Regions from separate parts of the Sus scrofa genome. Here regions 1 and 3 are each linked to region 2. A link is a contact called in public HiChIP or PLAC-seq and promoter capture Hi-C data. All regions are on one chromosome and are shown on one strand. Each heading gives the region's core, a stretch centred on a gene start, on an enhancer-like site or on the middle of the called end of the contact. The rest is flanking DNA. Distances are from core to core; before and after follow the strand shown. Region 1 holds the start of RETREG2 (protein FAM134A). Region 2 holds the start of DNAJB2 (dnaJ homolog subfamily B member 2). Region 3 holds the start of ABCB6 (ATP-binding cassette sub-family B member 6, mitochondrial).

The links. Promoter capture Hi-C pulls out the DNA fragments that hold promoters and counts their contacts. HiChIP or PLAC-seq counts read pairs in DNA pulled down with a chosen protein or histone mark.
Region 1: an H3K27ac HiChIP or PLAC-seq map of alveolar macrophages shows a contact between it and region 2. The contact joins the promoter of RETREG2 here to the promoter of DNAJB2 in region 2. A contact is called at or near these places in 2 of 5 promoter capture datasets (fetal skeletal muscle and liver), 4 of 47 Hi-C or Micro-C datasets (alveolar macrophages, mesenteric adipose tissue, retroperitoneal adipose tissue and 1 more) and 2 of 2 datasets of contacts at active chromatin or transcription factors (alveolar macrophages and skeletal muscle).
Region 3: a contact with region 2 is called in a promoter capture Hi-C map of fetal liver, with 2.5 times the contacts expected there. The contact joins the promoter of ABCB6 here to the promoter of DNAJB2 in region 2. A contact is called at or near these places in 2 of 5 promoter capture datasets (fetal liver and fetal skeletal muscle), 6 of 47 Hi-C or Micro-C datasets (epiblast stem cells, fetal liver, heart right ventricle and 2 more) and 2 of 2 datasets of contacts at active chromatin or transcription factors (alveolar macrophages and skeletal muscle).

The regions. Positions count from the first base shown.
Region 1 is chr15:121,211,074-121,213,773 of Sscrofa11.1, forward strand. It overlaps RETREG2 (protein FAM134A), which reads left to right and starts at 1,297. Exons shown (of 9, transcript XM_021074927.1): 1 at 1,297-1,396; 2 at 2,519-2,625. It overlaps CNPPD1 (protein CNPPD1), which reads right to left and starts at 1,815. Exons shown (of 10, transcript XM_021074929.1): 1 at 1,730-1,815; 2 at 663-952; 3 at 328-415. The coding sequence starts at 396.
Region 2 is chr15:121,318,660-121,321,359 of Sscrofa11.1, forward strand. It overlaps DNAJB2 (dnaJ homolog subfamily B member 2), which reads left to right and starts at 1,260. Exons shown (of 11, transcript XM_021074972.1): 1 at 1,260-1,442; 2 at 1,716-1,816; 3 at 2,515-2,624. The coding sequence starts at 1,752.
Region 3 is chr15:121,252,953-121,255,652 of Sscrofa11.1, forward strand. It overlaps ABCB6 (ATP-binding cassette sub-family B member 6, mitochondrial), which reads right to left and starts at 1,398. Exons shown (of 20, transcript XM_005672225.3): 1 at 1,268-1,398; 2 at 517-1,096; 3 at 52-189. The coding sequence starts at 1,062. ATG9A (autophagy related 9A) reads right to left here. Exons shown (of 14, transcript NM_001190275.1): 14 at 1,403-1,504. The coding sequence ends at 1,403.

The DNA.
Region 1 (2,700 bases), core at 47-2,546, 110 kb before region 2:
CCACCCCGCCTCAAACTCTCTGGCTTGTTTGCCAAAGGCAGTCTGTCCGCAGGGGGTGGAATCCTTCTCCGCTGAGGGCTCCCGAGGAAAAGTTCTCCCAGAAGGGCCCCGGCTGGTCACCTCCTACCCCATTCCTGCACCCCCACAGCTCTCCCTGGGGGCCCAAGCAACCAGGGCCTCCAGTAGGCACGGCTCGAGCGGCTGACGCCCGGTTCCCCGGCAGAGCCATCAGGCAAGCTCGCGGCCCGGCTAGGGCCCGGAGGGGAGCGCCAGGGGTTTGGGCTCCAAGCAAAGAGAGGCCGGGGAGGGGGCGGGACGAGCGCTCACTGTGAAGTCCTGGAAGCCGGCGAGGGAGAAGGTGCCTTCTTCGTCCAGCAGGAGTCCGGCCAGGTCCATCGCGCTGCCAGGCGCCGCCCTGAGAAGGTGGAAGGGAAGGGAACGAGATTAAAGGGGGCCGCGGAGCAGTCCTTGATCGCCTGTTCACCTGCCCGCGGGTCTCTCTCGCGCGGGCCGCCGCCCACGCCGGTGCAGCCCCCTCCCCTCGCGCCAGCGGCTGCAGGCGGAGCCCGACGGGCGGGAACGTCTTCCTGTTCCGCCCCGGGTGGGGCTCCAGGATCTGGGTTCCGAACCCGGGAGTGGAGCTCCAGGGCTGGGGCGCCCACCTCACCGAGTAGAGAGAAGACCCGGTTGCGAGGCGCGTACGGTGCCTTTGCCACGCCGAGCGTCTGCTTCGCGTTTACAAGCCGCGGGGGTGTCGCTGGAGAGTCACCGCCCCGCACTTCCTGCCGCCCGCTGGGCCGAGCCGGGGAAGGAGCGAGGCTAGAACGCCTGGTGTCGAGAAGCCGGGGCAAGTCGCAGGAGTTAAACTCCAGGGTGCCCTCGTCTGAGAAATCAGGGCAGTTCCGAAGGGACCATGGCGCGCTGAGGATGAACGCGCCCGGCTGACCTTTTCCTATCCGTAGAAATGTAAACATAAAGACGTGGGCCGGAGAGTTGGCCCCAACTTTTAAAAAAGAGATATAACGTACATTTAAAACGCGTCAGAAAGAATGCACAAGTTTAACAGGGGTGAATTGTGTACAAGGTGGCAGGCGCACGTTTGGCTTTATATCCTCCTTTTAGTATAGCCTGTAATTTTAGACATAGTTAAGCACATATTTCGTAGGATTATTGCAGATTAAATGACTGCAATATAAAACGCTTGTTACATTGTAAACCACAGTAAATGGTGTCAACGTCCCCTCCCCCCAGAGTAAAGAGCTCCTAATAGGGTTTTATTTTTAAACTCTTCCCCCCAGACCCCAATCTCTTGAGCGAGGGATTAGAAGGAGTTCCGATGCGTGAAGGCGGGCTTGTTTACCGAAAGAGACGGGAAGAAAACAACTTTTCTGAGCAGGTGAAGCTGTGTTTTTGAGTCTGTAGAGTCAAACGGTGGTGTTTGTTTATTCGCTGAGGGGAGGGAACGGGGAGGACCAGTACGACGAGGGTTGAGTAATGGGATGGCCGCCACCCTTCCAGAGCAGAAATAGCTCCTACGAAAGACTCTGAGCATCCGAAGCCCACTTGTCGCCCTTCCCGGCCGCATCACACTGGGAATACCGGGCCAGGACCAGGTTCCCTAGCTACCCTGCCTACATAGGGAGAAGAAAATTGGCTGGGGTGGGGAAACACGGGGATACAGTCCATCAATCAGGAAGCTGACAACGCCCGGCGCAGCCAAAACACGCACCTGCGTAGGAGAAGGGTCATCGGCAGCCGCCTGCACGCAGGCGCAGACCGCCCTAGCCCAGCGGTTAGGTCGCCTCACGTGACGGGTTCGTCGCTCCGCCGTCACGTGACGCCCATCCGCGGCCTCGGCGGCCCGCTCCGCGGCGTGCGCCCCCTTCCGCCTGACGCGCCCCCGGCGGCGGCCGCGCAGCCCTGGCTCCTCGCGGGCTCGGGCGGCGGCTGCGGCGGGGCTATGGCTAGTGGTGGTGGCGGTGGTAACACCGGCGCGGGTGGGAGCCCAGGGCTGGGCCTGAGCCTGGGCCTGGGCCTGAGCTTAGGAATGGGTGAGGCCACCGGCGAGGCGGAGGAGGAGGCAGCCACTGCCGAGGCGGTGGGACGCCTGGCCACGACGCTGTGGCTGCGGCTCCGCGGCTGGGAGGCGGTGCTGGCGGCAGCGCAGCGGCTGCTGGTGTGGGAGAAGCCGCTGCACAGCCTGGTCACGGCGGCCGCGCTCAACGGCCTCTTCTGGTAACGGCCTCGGAGGAGGAGGGGGGCGGGGCCGGGCTGCGCGGGCGAGCGGGGGCGGGGAGGACCCGGAGTACCATTCCCTTCCTGGGGCAGACCCATCTCTCGGTTTTTAAAGGCTGTTGTCCGCCTGGGTTGCCCCATTCCCATTTCCCACTCGACTTTGGTTATCGAGCTAGGCCCAGAGGTTCCCATTCCCCCATCAGTGGGCGCTTGTTCGCCTTTTGCGATGGATGTGAGAGCCTTTCTCACCCACTCACCGCTGAGATGCCTGTCTCTCCTTAAGGTTGCTGTCTTCTTCGTCCCTACGGCCCATCTTTCTACTCAGCATCTCACTTTTAGCCTATTTTCTGCTGGATCTTTGGCAGCCTCGCTTCCTCCCTGCCATCCAGGGTGAGTGTTACTTCATTTTTTTCCCCAAGCCCCATTGAGCACTTGTTTTCTGCCTGACCCTCCTGGCCGGGTTGA
Region 2 (2,700 bases), core at 10-2,509:
CATAGTAGTACCAGGTTGCAAACTCAGATCTGTTTCCAAAGCCTTGGCGTTTCCCAGGGGGCTATACTGATGGACTGGTATCTTAGCAAGTCAGAGTTCGGTGAAGGCAGAGATTGGGCCACAGTCTTCTTTTTACATTCCGGCAGCATGTACAATACAGAAGATGCTCAATTAATACTCGTGGACTGGCCTGGATATGAAGCAGGAACCAGTTCTTCCTTTCTTTTTTTTTTTTTCCTATTTTCTTTTCTTGCGTTTTAGGACCGCACCTGCAGCATATGAAAATTCCCAGGCTAGGGGGTCTAATCAGAGCTACAGCTGCAGGCCTAAGCCACAGCCACAGCAACTCAGGATCCCAGCAGCATCTGCGACCGACACCACAGCTCACCGCAACGCCAGATCCTTAACCCACTGAGTGGGGCCAGGGATCGAACCTGTATCTTCATGGATACTAGTCGGATTTGCTTCTGCTGAGCCACAACAGGAACTCCGGGAGCCAGTTCTAGAAGGTTCTCTGACTTTCCCAGGCGGTCTGAACACAGAAATCACCTTAAGACAGAAGAGGTCTACTCAGCATCAGTTTAGAAAGAAAAACCTCAAATCTGGGGAATTTCCTTTTCCTTTTCAAAAAAGATTTTCCTTTTTCTCTTTAACTTCCACCTCTCCCAAATGTGTCAGAACTGTTAACATGTTCCCATCTGTTCATTATTTAATCATCCAATGATCGTCTGACCTCCACTACTGTCCTAATACTCCAGTGAGAAAAAAGTCATAACCTCTACTGCTTGGAATTTACATCCTCGTTGGGGATGTGAATATCAATCAAATAATCTAATAAATGCGAACTTGTAGCTCTGACCAGTGTGAGGACGGATGCCATGAGATTCTTTGCGAGACAGGTCTGACCTACTCCGGGAAGTTGGGCAGCCTCTTTTGAGGACCTGACGCTAGAGCAGGGATCTGAACAAGGGGGAGGACCTAGAAGGGGAGTCTGTGAGTCCCTGAGGTGCTGATTTCTTCCCGGTGAGTAACCACCCGCCCTCGAGCGTGTCTACAGGCAATGCGGCAGAAGAGCCAGGGGCTGGGGCTGGGAGGGGGTGCTCGTTTCTTGAGTGCGTCACGCCTGGAGGGAGCATTCGGCTGTCTCCCAGGTCCCATCTGGGGATGACGTTGTCCTGGTGCAAGCCCAAAATAGCTGGCTCCGCCCCCATCTCCCGGCAGCCCCTGCAGCAGCACTCCCCACCCCCACCCCCAGGTGACAGGCCGAGCCGGCCCCCTCTGGGTCTCTAGTAGTTTCCGTGCCGCTGACGCATGCTTGCGCGCACAGCTGGGCCGGCCGCGTCCTACGCAGCAGCCGCGAGCCGGGCAGCGGGTGCCAGACGGTTCCTGGCGGGGGGCAGGGGCGGGGCGCTGCTGGAGGCCAGGGACTCCCGGCGGAGGAGGTGCGGGCGGGGGGCCCCAGCACAGGCTAGGGGGGCCCTGGGCTGGGCAGCTGCAGTTCGAGGACTGAGATAGGGCGCCCCAGCTCTGGTCCCCGAGATAGCCCGCAGCACCGGCCTGCGGGAGCCGATAAGGGTGTCCGAGGGAGCCTAGTCACCATCCGCAAGCACAGCCCAGAGGGCTCCGCTGCCCCCGGGGTGGGGGTAGCAGGTGGCCTCCAGCCCCAAGGAGGGGCTCTCGGTTCTTTCGGCCTGACGCTTCCTTCTCTACCGCAGCCCCAAGGAGGCCAGCCTGACGACTAACGAGTTGCCATGGCATCCTACTACGAGATCCTAGACGTGCCGCGAAGTGCGACGGCTGATGACATCAAAAAGGCGTAAGTGCCTCTGCTGTGCATCAGAAAGCCACTCACCCGCCCCCCTTCACGCCCACCGCCCCCTTCCAACCCCATGGGCCATTTAGAGGCAGGGCCTAGGGAAGCAGTTCCTTAGACAGGACTGGGGAGAGGGGCTCCCTCAGAGAGTGACCCCTGTTGGGAGGAAGGAGATGCCTGGATCAGTAGGACAAAGTCCAAAGCATCACGTTCCCCTGAGAGCTGCCGTGTGGGTTCTTTTCCAGTGCGGCCTCCCCTCCCCACCCCCCTCCCCCCTCCCTTTTACTGCTACCTCAACCCCCAGCCTTTAGGTGTGGGTTTTCTCAGGATGCAGTGCAAAGATGCTCAAGCGCTGTGATTAGGAGGGACCACTGCCTGGTACTTTTCCTGGCCACAAGTACCCACATCCTTTGCAGCCCCAGCCCCAGTGAGCCCCAAAGAGAGGTTAGAGCCGGGACTTTCTCACTCCTAGGTTATCATCGGCTAATGCAAGTATGTATCCCTGGCACTGACTGCAGAGGGGAGAGATAGGGACTCCATTAAAACATTGCTGCAGAGGTAGCCCTACCAGCTGGGATCGACTGGGATCTGAGTGGTGAACAGGCTGTAGTGGGCTAACAGGAAATGGGTCATTTTGTTCCCTGGTGGCAAGTGCTTGCGTTTGTCCCCTGACCCTTCCTTTCTGAACCCACTTCCTGCAGGTATCGGAAGAAGGCTTTACAGTGGCACCCAGACAAGAACCCAGATAATAAAGAGTTTGCTGAGAAGAAGTTCAAGGAGGTGGCTGAGGCATACGAAGTGCTGTCGGACAGTAAGGGCCAGGGTCAGGGCAGGTGGCTCCCATCGTCCCCGCTTCATGCCCCATCACACTCCTTCCCAAGGCCGTG
Region 3 (2,700 bases), core at 148-2,647, 66 kb before region 2:
GACAGGGAATGGAATTAAGAGGGACCCTAAGGTTCAGAAATTGCTGTGTACCTGGCTCCTCTCTATGTCTTGATCCTCTTCATTGACCCGCAAGGCGTAAGAGTGGGGACGAAGCCCAGGGGCCCAGAGTCCCAGGACAAAAAGCCCTCCAGACACCACATACCGCAGCACCCACAGGCTAAACTGAACCTACAATTAAACGCATGGGGAGAATATCAAGTAAGGCCAAAATCCTATTGTTACTACTTATACCAGGGCTGGGGACTGGTGTAGGGCACACACCCAGGTCCTCCTCAGGGCCCCAGCATCTAGTAGGCTTTAAAAAAAATCCACAGTGACTCAGCACAGCCACTCCCCACCAGCTGGCTATCAGCTCCCAGCACCCAGCAGGGAGGGCGGGCCCCTCCTTTCTTCCCTTAGAGGCATTGGAAGCCTGGAGCCAGTGTGACCAGAATTGTGGTCCTTCTTCCCCGCCCCTGCTAGCCATGCCTCCCCTACCACCACAAGGTCCCTCACCTGCTGGCTCAAGTTCTCCCTTGCCCACCACCACTGTGGGCTGTTCCAAGACACCAGGGCCAAGTTTTCAGCTGCAAAAGCCACTGTCCAGAGGAGCAGGAGACCCGGGCTGTGCGTGAACTTGATCCAGACGCCCATCGCCAGCTTCTGCCGTGCCTGGTTCCGCTCAGTCACAAGCAGCCCCAGGCCACAGGCGCTGGCCACAGTTCCCAATACAGTAGCCAGCAACAGGTAGCCGGGCAGTGGGGCATCCTGGGCAGTGCCCACCCGGCCAATGAGGCCGGCTAGGGGCAGCGCCACCTGAAGTGTGGCCAGAAGCAGCTGCAGCACGTAGGGAGCGACACGAGGACCGGCCGCCCAGGACACCGCATCGGCGCCATCAGGCCTCTCCGGACGCTTGCAGGGAAGAACCGGCACCAAGGCCAGAGCCCCCAGGCCCATCAGCATTGAGGGCACAAGCGTGAAGAAGAAGCAGGGGCTGAGGCCTTTCACCCAGACCGGACCCGCGGGTCCTTCGGCCTCGCAGTAGTTACCCACAGTCACCATGGTAATGCGTGGCCTCCGGCAGGGGCTGCGGGGACTAAGGGACAGGAGAACCGGATCGGCCGCTGGGGGCTGGGAGCGGAATCCCGGGTATCTCGGGTCATAGAGCCTCCCGGCGCTAAGCTGCTGGGGTCGCAGGGTAGGGACGCACGTGGACCCGGCCACACCACCCACTCAGGTCGCGCACGCGCCGCCGCCACGCACTCACGCCGGGCACGTACGCCGTCGCAGCCGTCTGCCCCTCGCTCGCGGCAGGGACCCTCGGGTCAAGTGCCGGCCTGCAGGAACGTTCGGCGCTCCACTCCAGCCGCTCTCTTCAGCGGCAGCCCCGCCCTCCCAGCCCCTACTCAGGGTCCCCATTGGCCGAGTGTCCCCGAAGGGGCGGGGGAAAATGGTGCATGCCAGGGAAGGCAAAATAGACGGGCGGAGTCGGCATGGTCACGTGCTCAGGGCGGGAAATCTGACCGCACGTCCTGCCGGAGTCCTTGACCTCCACCGAACCGTGGATTAGAAGCTGCTCTCCTGCTCTCCGACTAGGTCGGTATATCCAAGCGACCGCATAGGCCCGCTTTCCTGCAGGGCCGACCTGGCCCCCCCGCCACCTGGGTGAGCCACACACACCCTATGCCCATTGTCCCCAGAACCCTAGCCGGGCGGACGAGACAACAATACGCGACCAGGTCAAAGTCCCTTCTTTATTAAGGGTTGTCAAGCTATACACGGTCCCCACCCCGTTCCACCGTGAATTTAGACAGCGTAGTTCACCGCTCACTCGCAGTGGACGGAGCTGGGTGAAGGGTGAGGCGGACTTCACAAGGAGCTGGGTCCCAGCATGCAATGCGGCAGCCCAAAGCCCTGGGCGAAGCAGTCCTGTCGCCCTCCATCCCCCTCTAGGGGACAGCGGGATGCAGGCCACAGCTCTCGTCCTGGGAGATAACCAAGGGCATACTCCAGCCCTGTCCGTCCCATGTGCAGGTGGTGGGGAGGTACCATAAGCAGCAGGGGGGCCAGGAAGGCCTCTGTCCCCCCCCCCCCAGGGGTCCATCCTAACATTGGAGAGGGCAGCAAAGAATTTCCATCCCGCTCCTGCAATTTCGTAAACCTTCCTTCTTAGTGTCAAAAGATAGCGTGACGGGAGCTGGGAGTGAGAGCCTCCACACCAACGCAAAGCAAAAGCTTAACAGAAGGGGAGCGAGCCAACAGAACGAGAACAAGCAGGAACAAGCGGCACACATGCCAGTGATGTGCGGGAAGCAGGGGAGAGGTGAGCAGGCTGCAGCACTGGGAGAGAACTGGGGGTGAGGTAAGGGCCACAGCCTGAGCTGCTCGTCTGTTCAGGGTAGGGGAAGAGAGGCTATAGAGGTCGAGGGTCCAGGCCCAACCTCCTCCCCACTCCACAGTTGGCACGTGTTCTCCCTGCTTGGCAGCTTCTGTGGTGGGCAGTCCTCTGGAGATCTGCAAGGGTGGGTGCAAAGGTGGCAGTACTGGGGCTGGGCTGGGGACCAGTTTCTAGCACCACACTCTGAGCCAAGGGGGGTCCTGGGGATGAGGCTAGAGTCCTGTGCGCCCTGATTCCTAGGCCCCCAATCTCTCGGCGAGCCCAGTGTTGGCACCTCCCTTGGCCAGGCACGGACACACAAA